Linked DNA regions of Sus scrofa: region 2 is linked to region 1. Evidence: chromatin contacts called from public Hi-C data. All regions are on one chromosome and are shown on one strand. Each heading gives the region's core, a stretch centred on a gene start, on an enhancer-like site or on the middle of the called end of the contact. The rest is flanking DNA. Distances are from core to core; before and after follow the strand shown. Region 1 holds the start of TPM3 (tropomyosin 3). Region 2 holds the start of ILF2 (interleukin enhancer-binding factor 2).

What was found. Hi-C and Micro-C count contacts between places; a contact is called where the count stands out from the background.
Region 2: a contact with region 1 is called in a Hi-C map of embryonic fibroblasts, with 2.7 times the contacts expected there. The contact joins the promoter of ILF2 here to the promoter of TPM3 in region 1. A contact is called at or near these places in 3 of 5 promoter capture datasets (fetal liver, fetal skeletal muscle and liver), 2 of 47 Hi-C or Micro-C datasets (embryonic fibroblasts and liver) and 1 of 2 datasets of contacts at active chromatin or transcription factors (alveolar macrophages).

The regions. Positions count from the first base shown.
Region 1 is chr4:95,547,444-95,554,046 of Sscrofa11.1, reverse strand. It overlaps TPM3 (tropomyosin 3), which reads right to left and starts at 4,220. Exons shown (of 8, transcript NM_001001632.1): 1 at 4,039-4,220. The coding sequence starts at 4,170.
Region 2 is chr4:95,978,137-95,985,089 of Sscrofa11.1, reverse strand. ILF2 (interleukin enhancer-binding factor 2) reads right to left here and starts at 4,228. Exons shown (of 14, transcript XM_005663409.3): 1 at 4,102-4,228; 2 at 3,342-3,401; 3 at 3,083-3,125; 4 at 2,537-2,641; 5 at 2,074-2,151; 6 at 1,868-1,970; 7 at 1,252-1,317; 8 at 728-844; 9 at 195-273. The coding sequence starts at 4,106. It overlaps TRNAM-CAU (a tRNA gene), which reads left to right and starts at 4,441; the gene lies at 4,441-4,512.

The DNA.
Region 1 (6,603 bases), core at 2,971-5,470:
CACCCAGCTCACCAGTAGTTACCCAAATGAAGTAGAAGATAACAGGCTATGGGGGCGGGGGTGTACAGTTTCCATGACAACAAGCTGGCTCGGGCAGTTTCTCCCACAAATCAGCATTTACAATAGAATTCTTCGCAAGGCTGAAAAGGGAGGAGGAGAAAACACATCTTGGTGCCCTAACTAGAGCATGCATATATTGAACGAGCCTCATCAAAAACAGAATCCAGGATGGGAGTTCCAGCAAAAGCCTCAGGAGACCCTGTGGGGAGGGTGGGGAACAGGGGAGGGCAGTCACTGTTCCCTTTTTTCTCCTCCCACAGAGGATCAGTTCTCTTTACAATGAAACAAAAAGCTTGCAGAATCAAGATCTGTTAAATGTTTCAAGGAACAAGGGAAGACACCTATTGACTTCTTCCAGCCAGGACCTCTCTGTACAATGCCTATCCCCTTCAGGTCAATCACGCTGTACCCAGAGACTGAGTGGGACCAACTTCTGCAAATGAGAATGGGAGACACGGCCCTGGGAAACATTAACTTTACGCTGTTCTATCATCCCAGGTTTGGCATGCCTTAGATGTGGTTTTGATCTTTCAGCCCGCCCACCTCTGTCCAGCTTGGAGGTACACTGAGGTCTTTCCTTCAGGCAATAATAGGATTTCTCTGCTGCCCAAGAAGCAAAGATCCCAGGGTGAGTGAGGGAACACAGCAGCAGCTCAGGTCACTTCAGAAGATGGCTGACAATAGCTTCAGCTATGAAACGATTTTCTACCATCTTCCACTCTGAAGGGACTCCCTGAGCACACCATACCCATCAAGGCAAGAAAACCAACAGGGCACTGCTGCTGAAAGGTACATCAGGGCCAAGGACAGAAGGGGATTAGCCTAGATCTGGCATTCTGCCACTCTGCGGTTTCTCTTTTTAGACAAAGGCCACAGATGAAATTCAAAGGAAAAGAGTAATGGAAAAGTTAGGCTTAAGCCTTATGAGTAAAGGACTGCTCTGGTTTATTGTGTTCACAAATGTATCTAGACAGATACTGTGTCCTTGGGCACTTTAAATTTCGTCCAGGGGGAGGCAAGTTGGAAGGGAGCAGAGCTATCTGTCCCAGAGTAAACAAAGGTGGAGTCTGAGCGGAGGCACTCAGAGCAAAGGGCTATTTGCCTCTCCCCTATGAGTAGGTGCTCCAGTATGAAGGCAAGAGAAAGGAAATCAGCAGGAAAACAAATCTAAACCAAAGACAGGTGATAAAGCCAGTTGCTTATTCCACCAGACCCCACGGATGGGAGAGAGCCACACAATAGTCAGACATTCTAACCACCACCACCACCACCACCACCCACCCCTGCAGACCAGGAATCTGTGAATAAGGCCACAATCGAAACTGCTGTTCACAAAGCCCACTCACTCCCTCCATAGTATTCCTAAATCTTTTAGACCAGAAAAAGAAATACCAAGGGAAGTTACAAGACAGGTATTAAAAGCAGAGAAGGTGAACCCTACACTTTAAAACAAAGTGGTAAATTTTATGGCATGTGTATTTTTACTACCCCCACTCCAGATAAGGCAAGCTACTACATTAAACATGTTGCAGTTTTCTTCAGTTTAACAAAAAAGACAACAGGGAGATTCAAAATTGAAAGTGGATTTTACAAGGTGCTACATTATAAAAGGTCAATCTCCAGGCCAAAAGCAGGAAAGAGTTGTGGATTCCAGAACAACTTGGTCTCTGCTTTGGACTCACCCAGCTTCCCCAAAAGGGCTGGATGTTCACACAAAGCAATGAGAAAAGCAATTAAGTGACAATTCCACTAAGAGCATGTGATAGCATCAGGGAGTGCTGAGCTTCCAGCTCCAGGAAGGAGGAGCCAGTAAAACCCACATTCCAAAATGCCCTAAGAGGATAACAGGTAGTTCAAGCAACCCCCTCCCTTCCCACAGGTGTCCCCTCAGGAGGAATTCAAAGTTCACTAGAGCAGAAAGTCAAAAGATTAGGCTCCCTCAAGCTGGGGGAGAAGATACTAACTGGTTTCATAAATATTTAACTACCACCCTACTTCCCCATCTGAGGACTTCCTCACTAGACCTCACTAAGCTCGATAAACAAATGTGGCAGGTTCTGAGTAAGGGAGAAGAAGCTTAAGAAACATCTGAGGCTGCTCACTTGGCTAGAATCACCGGGGGGGGGCTAAATTTTCCTGCAAAGAAAATGACCAAATCCTAGACAGAGTGGCTGAGAACATCCTAGCTGGAAAATCAAATCCTGAGGGCTTGGGGAGGGGAGGGGGCATCATCTACCCTAGAACTAGTCCTAAGATGTGCATGCTTAAGTGTTGACCCTAAGACTCTGGAGCTCAAAACATGGCTAGTTCCTTCAGGCCATTCCGTCTTCCCTTTTACCAGGATCTGGTCTTTAGAACAAAGGAGATGAGAAAGTGTCAGCTGTCATAAAGAGTCACCCAGCCAGTTCATCTTCACTTGAGTTGATAATCAGAAGCTGTGGACAAAACTGGGAGGAAAAATCCACTGACAAGTGGGTGACTGAGGAAGACAAGATCCCAGCATTTCCAAGCCCAGTTATATGAAGCAATGAATATTCTAACAATCTTAAGTATTAACCTGGAAGGCAGCTGCCTCCCCTCTTTCCCCCAAAGCATTAATTCTCAGCCACTCCCCAGAGAAGCAGCCAAAAAGTAAAAAACAAACAACAACTTACCAACGGGAAGAACCAGGAATACCAATACACCACAAGAGGTCTTTCATCAGGTCTTCAAATTTTAGCAACTGTTACTTTCCTCTCCAGCCTCAAGATCCTCCAAAACCAAAGCCTCAACTCAAGATATCAGCTCCACCTACTAGACTGCACCCTAGACCCTGAAAAGCTCATAGCCTACTATAACAAATCGCCCTTCTAAACAGAAAGTGGTTTCAAGAATCACCCCTCGGCTCATTAACATTTTATGTTCCATCTTTCAGTAGAACAAATATTTACTGAACTTAAACAAAACAAAACACTGTAGTGGATAATTGGGAAAGGAGCAGAGTAACATCACTAGAGACCCCCGGGAATTCATTATTTGGAACTCGGTATCTTGACTCCATCAACCACGCGAACTAGAAACCTTGACAGAAATTGGCACCCCATCAGATTCTCTGCAACATACACTCGCTTATCAGCTCTGCTTGGACGAAGTGTTCTTAACCTGGTCAGCTAGCACTCTTCACACTTCAGCAATAAACGCCTGAATCTGGCATAAGTTCCTGCCTTCCAGGTCATCGTGGAAGCTAGGCAAGTTTTTGTTGATACCTACATTTGCACTAACAGAAGGAGTGAAGTACCATCTCCTCCCCTCCCTCTTCACGTCGACAGAGAGAATGGGTTCAGCAGTTGCAAGGGCTCCCCGTAAGAGGAAAGGGCCCCAGGCCGGAGGATGGGAGGCGGTGCTGTGGCCTCAACCTCCTCCAGGGAGGGCACCGCGCTTCCTCTCGGCCGACTGCTGCCTCATTTCCTGAGCAGGAGGAGGGAGCGGAAAAGCTACCAGCAGGCTAGGCTGGGGGCTTTCCGGCGGGTCCCACCCTCAACCCCCACCCTTTCACCTTAAATTCGGCTCTGCCCCTCCCAGACTGGAGAGGCAGCCACCTACTCTCACCCTTGAGGCCGGAAACCCCAACGAGAGCAAAATCCCCCCCGCCCTCGACGGGGAAGTGGGGGAGGGAGAGGCCGCTTGAGCCCCTCCCCCGGCCGCGCCCGGCTCAGAGCGACTGAATGAATGAGCTGGGAGAAAGGAGGAAAACCACTCCTCAGGCCCGCGAGGCTCAATTCCTTCAAAGGTCACGCCTGTTCGCTCGAGCACCCCGTTCCCCCCTCACCCGCTAGATGTCCAAAGAAGCTGAGCCCCACCCAACCTCCGGGCTCCAACTTCATCACCAAGTATGCTGGCCCTCTAAGGACCGTGCTCGTTCGCAAATATGGGACCTAGTTCGGGGTCCCATCTGCTCCAGCGCCTGCCATTCCCTCACTCGCCTCGCCCTCTCCGTACCTGTTCCCGGGCCCGCCTTTCCCCCTCCACTTCCCGCTGGAGGCGCTCGGCCCTCTCCTCTGCATCATCGGCCTGCTGCTGCAGAACCTGGATCTTGCGCTTCACCGCCTCGATGGTGGTGATTCCAGCCATGGTGCCCACCCAGCTCCTGCTCGCAATCGGGTTCCTGCCTTCTCCGCTCGGCGCTGCAGCCGCTTCTCACCCCTACTTCCGCCTGCTCCGCCCTGAAATACCGGAACTCGCCCACCCGCCCGGACGTGACGCCACCACCGCCGCGCCCTCCCACCGCCAGGCAGGCGGGAAGGCTGTCCACTGGAGGGAGACCAGCCGCGGGGAGCGAAGGGCGGGACCGCTCAGTCGCCCGGGGCGACCGCTCCCAGCATTTTCCTCCAGCAGGCAAAGGGGGGCGGGGTTGGAAAGAGGGAGGGCTACCATGGTAACCGGAAGGCGCGTGGTGATTAAACCTCTCCAGCCGCGGGGCTGGCTGTCCACAATGGTTGGCCTGTGAGGCCCCTTACACACTCGCAGTTGACCCCTCACTTCCCCAGAGCTGATCGGCCACTACTTACCCAGCTGATCCACCACCACTTACCCGCTAGGGCACCCTGTGTACCTCTCCACCATATACCCCATAAAGGCTTCCAAACAGGTACTAAGAAAAAACCTGGTCTTTCTGTGCCTCATCTTCAAAAGAGCCCAGATATCCAGTCTCCTTTCAAAGGCTGCTCAGGTAGGTTCTTTCCCATTTCCTAAAAGTCGATGAAGGGGATTAATGGGGGATGAAGAGATGGGCAGGTTGACAACGCTATCTATTTGGCATCAAGTTTTTTTTTTGTTTTGTTTTTTGTTTTTGTCTTTTTGCCTTTTCTAGGGCCGGTCTCACAGCATATGGAGGTTCCGAGGCTAGGGGTCGAATCGGAGCTATAGCCGCCGGCCTACGCCAGAACCACAGCAACGCTGGATCCGAGCCGCGTCTGAAACCTACACCACAGCTCTCGGCAACGCTGGATCCTTAACCCACTGAGCAAGGTCAGGGACTGAACCCACAACCTCATGGTTCCTAGTCGGATTCGTTAACCACTGCGCCACAAGGGGAACTCCATCTGTTTGGCATCAGTTTTGAACATAAGTGTTCTATTTAAAATACAGGTGTTAAGTTTTCCTCATGGCTCCTAGTCGGATCCTTAATCCGACTAGTATCCGTGAGGATGCGAGTTCTATCCCTGGCCTCGCTCAGTGGGTTAAGTGATCTGCCTTGCCGTCACAGACACGGCAGGGACTGGGTGCTGTTGCGCCTCTGGCGAAGGCTGGCAGCTATAGCTCTGATTGGACCCCTATCCTGGGAACTTCCATATGCCACAGGTGCAGCCCTGAAAAGCAAAAGTTAAAGCATAAAGTACTGGTCTTTTTCCCTGTTACTTTTGAGAGTCAGTAGACACCAGTGATTTACCAACCGGCCGGATTCTCCAGACCTTGAATGATTCAGGACCTGGTAATTAATCATCACTTTACAATTCCTTTTGTAGGTGGGGAAGGTATTTTATGCCCCATTTTATTAGGAAAGTATCCTCTGTTAGGGACTACTGTTACCAGATCCTTTGTGCAACAGCAAGATGTGACTACCTGAAAAACTATAGTCCTGTGGAACCCAACCTCCGTTCTGTGTCATAACTTTCACCAATTTCACTGCCACTTCTGCTTCCAGGTCCTCCAAGGCATCATTTATGAATTAGAAACTGCTTCTGTAGGATTTTTAGAAGCACAGAAGTAAAGAGACTTTAGAATTTTTTTCTTCCCACTTGTTTCTTTGTATTCCTCCCACCTTCTCAGTAAGTAATAGTAATAAATCTCTCCTGTGGTGCAGCTCTCTTTTCCTCTAGAGAATTAGAGTGTAGAACAGGATCTAAAATTAAGAATCCTGGAGTTCCCGTTGTGGTGCAGTGGAAATGAATCCGACTGGTATCCATGAGGATGCAGGTTTGATCCCTGGCCTCACTCAGTGGGTTGAGGAGCGGGTGTTGCGGTGACCTATAGTGTAGGTCACAGATGTGGCTCAGATCCCATGTTGCTGCGGCTGTGTTATAGGTCAGCAACTGTAGCTCCAATTCAGCCCCCAGCCTGGGAACTTCTTATGCCATGGGTGCGGCCCTAAAAAGCAAAAATAGATAAATAAATAAAATGAAGAATCCTAACCCTCAAAGGACTGATAGGCAAGGCAGGTGCTGCCTGGTTCTGAAGTTACTCCCACCAGCAGCTCTATCTTCCTAGCTCCATTTAGAAATACTGAACATTGAGACTATCCAGAGGAAACAGAAACAACTCAGACAATAAGTAATTTGCTTGACAGAGTAACCTGTACATTTTGATTTCCTCTCCCAGGAATTGGAAAGAAAGAGCAGTGTTTAAAGCCTCAGTAAACTCTGCCCTGATGGCCTAAGAATTTTTCGAAAACTCTCTTTGGAGAAATCTGATGAGAAGGACTGTGGAAACAAAAATGAAACTTGGTCATTCTCCATACTGATCAGCAGCGGCCACTATTCCATCCCACTCACCCACCCTTTGCCC
Region 2 (6,953 bases), core at 2,979-5,478, 430 kb before region 1:
TCATTTACTTCCGCACCTGAGGCACAGAGGTAATGCTGTTTCCAGAACTGTACAACCTAAGTCTGCTTCCTCAAGGGCAAAATCAAAATCCAGACAGACATCCCAAGTTGTGAGAGGCAATATGGGGGCATCCTGCTGTTCACTGTCATCAGAAGGGTGAGGATCAATCTCCACTCATATAGGGAGGGACTCACGTGGACTGAGAAGCGTTCTCCTCAAACCAGCGGGCGTGTCGGATGGCTGCTAAGGCACTCTGCAACACCTTGATGTCCACTAGAAGACAAGCACGACATCCAAGACGAAACATTTCTGTTATTGAGGAAGCAATTCAATCCCACTGCCACAGTCCAAGAACTTGGAAGAACAGGGTAATTCAGTAGTTCCTTAAACCAACCCCACGTGCCCCAGACCCATAAATCGCTTGTCTAAAAACCACTATTCCTCCTTCCGATGATTTTCTCCAAAAGCCTACCCCACCCCCATAAATATTCCCTCAGTCCTTTTTCTTAGGTCCTTAAACTGCTTTCTTGGCCATGCTGTCTTTGACAGTTTCACCAGCAAGCTGGTAAAACCGTTTTCAAATTATAAGGGAAGACAGCAAAGTGTAGGAGTAAACTTAGATCCCAAAAGGTCTGATGTGGAATATCAACAAACTAAACTCAATAGCACTTTTTATGATGTTCTGAATTGCTCCCAAATTTCCCCGCAACGGAATAAAAGGACTAACAGTGGAGTTCTGGGTCCAGTTTTCGGAGATTGGGCGGCACTGTTGTAATGAGAATCTTCACTGTAGCATCAGAAGAACTGATCTCAAAGCCAGTTTCATTGGTCAGCATGGTCAAAACTGAAAGAAAAAAAAAAAAAAAAAAGCTGTAACTCTCATATTTCCATCCTATGACAGGTAAATCCAGGGTGAGGGTGGGGCAACAGACAGGTTTTTAAATACAGCAACAGTTCAGAAGGCGAACAGGCTAGGGATTGAACCCATGCCACAGTGGCCAGTGAGAATACCAGATCTTTATAACCAGCTGCACCACAAGAGAATGCCAAGAATACAGGATTTTAAAAGTTAGGTAAGAGATCTACTGGATTTTGAACATTTGGAGATCTCTGCCAAAAACTTCCCCAACAAAAAACTCTGCATTCATTCACTCTTCCTTCTAGCCTGATCTGACTCTGTTAAAATGTACTTATAATTACAGACCTGGTTCCTGTGACCACTAAATTACATGTTTAGCAACAAACTCAAACCTTCAGCAGGATCCTGTGCTCTCAAGCTCTCCACGACTTTGTTCCCAAGAGCAGCAACGGCTTCCACTAGATCAAGAGAAAAGATAATTAATATTGCAGTTATTTGTGTAGACTTTTCATCCATACATCTCTAAGCTACCCTGCACCCTACTTCTGCTGGAACAAGGGAAAGTTAACACCTGGACAGAGAAACTGGAAGGCTCAGGGAATAGGACATCCCCTCCAGCACACACATCTTTTTCTGCAGTGGCACTAATGCCCTCTTGGCTTAGATAATTCTTTGTTTGGGGTTGGAAGGGAGGGTCTGTCTTGTGCACTGTAGAATGCTTAGAGGTGACCCTGAGCTCTACCCAAAAACATTAGCCCCCAAACACCTCCAGGCGCTGCCAAATGGGGGAACAAAACCACCCTCAGTTGAGACACACTGCCCTTTGGTAACTGGCCATACTTTTTTTCAGATACGACACATTAAAAAAATTTTCCCACCCGCCAAAATAAATATATTTCCCACCTGTCTTCTAAACAGCCTTTCACACAAGATACATGGGCTTTAAAGATCCCTATACCTCAAACCCAAATATGTTCTGTTTCCAAGGCCAGGGAAAGGCACACTCACGTGTTGGCAAAATCTTTAGGATTACCACCAGGTCAGCCACATTGTGTCCTGTAGTCATCGTTCCCTTTTTATATGATCCAACTTGTCGGACTTCTTCGATTTGCTGTTGGAGAGAGAATTTCAGAAGAAAAACCTTAGAGCCAAGCAAGGCAACTTCCACACTACCAAGGCCACCCTTCCCTAGGACTAAATCATCAAAACCTCACCACTTCAAATGTCCCTGGAGCCACGATCAAGTTGTCAATCACATTATTTATTTTTGTCACCAAAGAAAGGATAGAGGCCTGAAAACAGCAGGAAACAAAAATACCATAAAGGTGAAACATGATAAGCAACTTCTCATCAAGTTTGAATGTTTTCCCCTAATCCCTGCAATACAGGCTCAATCAGTACCTACAACGGACTCTGAAAACACTCTGGACCCTTCTGGCTTTGAATATGCCAGAAGAGAAAACTTTGATCCAAAGATAGATGCCCCAGTAAAAATATAAATGCACACATAATTTGTTTATATCATCCCTGGTGCTCTCCCTCCACCCACAGTGAGAAATAAGGAGAACAATTAAACCCTCTGGGGAGGGCAGGCTCTGATAAGTGTAACGGCACCAGTAGTTATTTACTTCTCTACTTCATTCGTGAAATCTCAGGAGGAAAACTAACAGAATATACCTGCTCAGCTGAATTAGGAGCCAGGTCCTGATTCCTCTTCAGTAAGGCCTCACTGAAGGAAGTTTCATCAGGTGCTGGCTTGACCCGAGGAAAGGCCATTTCACACTAAACCAGAAATAAACAATTTTATACTACCCACCAAAAATAACATAAAATAAAGATTGTTTTTTCCTGTTGCCACAAAACAAAAAAAAGTTGAAAAGAGAAAATTCTAAAACACTTATTTTTAACTCCATAAAATATTTAAACAAGCATAGAAACTAGAAGAGCCATAATTTAAGCTCTCACTACCGTTACATTAACAGATAAACCAAAGATACAATTAACTGTTCAAAACAAAGATTCTAATCCTGTTACTACCAACTGTAGTCAAGGAACTATGTTCCCCACCCAGTTTACACTGCTTTTGTATGTAAAGCAATACAGGCTGACTCAAAACCCAATCCCACTCACTAACCCCCTTTCCTACTCCAACCACCATTTGACTTTATTAACAGGGAGACCCTAGGCTCCAGGAAACAAGTGAACTGCGGTCAAGGTACTCACCAAATAGAAATCAAATGGGATATGTGGCACAAACGGCCTGAACCTAAAAAATGAAAAACAAGTCAAATTATTCACCACAGAAATCAAGTGGTTTTAGCATAAAGGGGCCAGAACTCTCATTTAGGAGAGCACGGAAAGAATGCTTCTAAACCACAGCTGGAGCTCACAAAAGCAGGTAAGATTAGTCCGCTCCAAACACCCCATTTAGGTGACTGAAATGGAAACTAAGTGTGCAGAGATGCTAAAAACTGGCACTCACCCTCCTCCTGGGCCTCCTCTGGAACCAAAGCGCCCGCCACGACCACGGCCTCTGTCCCCCCTAGAAATGCATAAATACATTTTTAACTTGGTTCTCACCGCGTTGAAACGACCTCCACCATACCGGCCATATGATTTCAAGTTCGCTTACCGCCATCTCCGTGAACTTCCGTTTGGAAGCTAAGAGATCCCATTCCCACTGACAACACTTGCTCTCCATCCGTCCCAAGCGCCCAGCCTCAACCCCCAAGACCGCCTCCTTCTGGGTAATTTAATCACATCAAATACTGACGAGGTTCAGTGAGCCCTACAAGAAATGCCCCATAATTCCCGGGGCGCGCCAGCCCTAATACTTCAGAGACTAACGAGATTGCTCATTTATTCGTAACTAGTAAAAGCATCTAACGGCAACCCTATACGTCAAGCACTTAGCCTGGAGTATGAACGAGGCACGTTCAAGCCTTCTCAGTCTAGATGGTGGTCGGGGTGGGGAGGTGGTCCTCCTGGGAGGTGAGGACAGCCCCTCATCTAACCGCCCCCGCTCCCGCTTCCCCTTGCCTGGGCCCCACCCCCATCCCTGGCCCACGTTTCCCCGCCTCCGCGGCCCCCGACTTCCCCCACGCTCCCAAGCGGGAGTTCTCAGATTTCCGTGCAGCCCCCAGATACACGGCCCTTCAAGACCTCCGAGTCCTTTCAGCCCGCGTACCCAAAGTTTTTGGTCGAATACTCGAAACCCTTCCAGAGCACCCCACGACCCTTACCTCATGGCGTCCCAAAGTCCGAACAATGGAGGCCACACCAACCGCCCCTTTCCTCCGAGAAGCCCTCAACTGGAGAGGCGGCTTGCCGGCGTATGCCAACAAACCCCGGCGTGATTGGCTCCCGCCGTTCTGCACCACTTATGCCTATTGGTTCACTTCAGCAAACCGGGTTTATGAACCAATAAAAAGCCCCTACTATGTCAGGGACCAGCCAATAAGAAAGGACTTGACAGGAAAGACTTTTTTTTACGGACACCAGGGGGCATGGTGTAGAGCAATCAGGTTGGCTAACACTCAGAGAACTTTCTATACGATTTTTGAAAAATATCTTGCCGAGCTAGCAGAGTGGCGCAGCGGAAGCGTGCTGGGCCCATAACCCAGAGGTCGATGGATCGAAACCATCCTCTGCTAGGAGAGCTTTTCTTTCTTTTCCCCCCTCCTTCCCACTCCAGGACAGAAACTCTTGTTTTTCTAGTAGATGTAAATACCGCACTCCTATGTTTTCCTCCTTAGAAGCTAATTTTTGCCAAAAGCAGGCAAATGGCGCAAGCAGGCGAAATGGAATAGGAAGGGACTTAGGCAACTATGACTACACGTCTGGATGTAGTTCACAGAGACTAGAAACTTGAGGCAGGAGAAGCGGATTTGAATATAATAATTGAATCGGAGAGGAGAAATACTGATGTGGAGGGGCTAGAAGGCAAACTGAGACAGCCTCAGGAAAGAGAGTTCAGATGAAGAGAACAACGGAAATGACTGGAGAAAAAGACCAGACCCATCCCTCTTGCCCAGTATCCCCTCATTTCTCCTTTCCTCACTCGGCAACCTCCCTGGTGGATTTTACTCTTAAACGAAGCTTCACAGCCACATATAAGGATAAACTGCTGTTGCATTTAAATCAATCATATTACAAGTTGCTCTTTGTCCTGTTTCTCCCTCTTCTTGCCTTCTTTTTCACTGACTAATATTTATTATTCCTTCCCTGCCTCTGTCAATAGAAAGTTACGCACTTTTTCTGCTCCCTCAGTGGTTACCCTAAAAATTTCGTGCCTCCTTGAAAGGGCAGAGTCTAATTTTACCCTCCTCGTGAAAAATGCAGGAGTAATTTAATTCAATTTACCACACTGACTCTAGAATTATATATACTATTGTGTAACTTTTAAGTATTACATTGACGTATTATTTACTACAGCAAAATGCACAGATCTTAAATCTACAGCTCCAATATTTTTGAATAATGTATTCTGCCCTTGTAATCACCGCATAGATTAACATAAAGAATATTTTTAGCACCTGACAAATTTGGCTTATACGCCTTTGCTCTCCCCCTGGAGGCAAACACTATTCCAATTTCTCTTATTGTAGATTGGTTTCGTCTGCTCTTCACATAAATGGACTCACAGCCTATGTGTTCTTTTTCCTCTGGCTTCTTTTGCTTGGCACATTTCAAAATTTTTCCATGTTTCTGCATTTATCAGCAATTTGTTCCTTTTTACTTGTTTATTTATTTTAGCCCCACAGGGCATGCGGAAGTTCCCAGGCCAGGGATTAAACCCAAGCCGCAGCAGTGACGAGACTGACAGGAGTGTCAATGTGGGATCCTTAACCACTCCTCCTTTTTATTTATGAGTAGCATTCCATTGCATAAATATTCCACTGTTTGTTTATCCATTCTTCTGTTGATGAGTTCAGACCTCCAACAGGCTGAGCCACCGGCAAACACATCTGGGTCGTTTCCAGTTTGGAGACATTATGAATAAAGCCGCTATGATCATTTTTGTACAAGATTCTTGCAGTAGATGCAATTGTTCCTCTTCATTGCAGAGGGGTAAGTGTAGCTGTATATGTTTACAAAATTTAAATTGCATATATATTCAGTCCCACTAGATATTAATACTTGGGCTTCCGGTTGTGGCTCAGTGGAAATAAATCCAACCAGTAAACATGAGAATGTGGGTTTTGGACCCCTGGCTCCGCTCAGTCAGTTAGCTCCTGTGTTTCTGAGAGCTGTGGTGTGGGTTGCAGACATGACTCAGATCCCACGTGGCTGTGGCGCAAGCTGGCAGCTGTAGCTCCGACTTGACCCTTAGCCTTACTTATTAATTAAACTAACGGTCATTGAGGTGTGCCAGTTTGTTTTATTTTTAAGGTTTTTTTGTGTGTGTTTGTCTCTTTGTTTTGTCTTTTCTAAGGCCACACCCGCAGCATATGGCGGTTCCCGGGCTAGGGGTTGAATCAGAGCTATAGCTGCCAGTCACAGCCACAGCCACAGCAATGTGGGATCCGAGCTATGTCTGCGACCGACATACGGCGGCAACGCCGGATCCTCAATCCGCTGAGCGAGGCCAGGGATCAAACCCGCAACCTCATGGTTCCTAGTCATATTCGTTAACCACTGAGCCATGATGGGAACTCCTGTTTTGTTTTTTCTGACTTTTTAGGGCTGCACCCACGGCATTTGGAGCACCCCAGGCTAAGGGTCCAATCAGAGCTGTAGCTGCCAGGCTGAAGTCTACCAGTTTTTAATGCTCTTTATTCCCTCCTGTATCCCCAACATTTATCTGGAATATTCCTTCTGCTTTAGAATTAGTACCCTTCTGCTGGTGGCCATCTTCGTTTTGTTTTTTCTGAATACATCTTTGTTTTACCTTTGTTTTTGAAGGACATTTTCTCTGGATATGGAATTCTGGATTGGAAGTTATTTTTCATCTAGTACATTTACAATATTATTTTACTGTGTATGGTTTCCATTTTTGCTGTGAAAAAAAAATGTTGAACAAATGGTTGCTCCTTTGAAGGTCATCAATCCTCTTTTTCTTTTTCTTTCTTTTTTTTTTTTTTTTTTTTTTTGT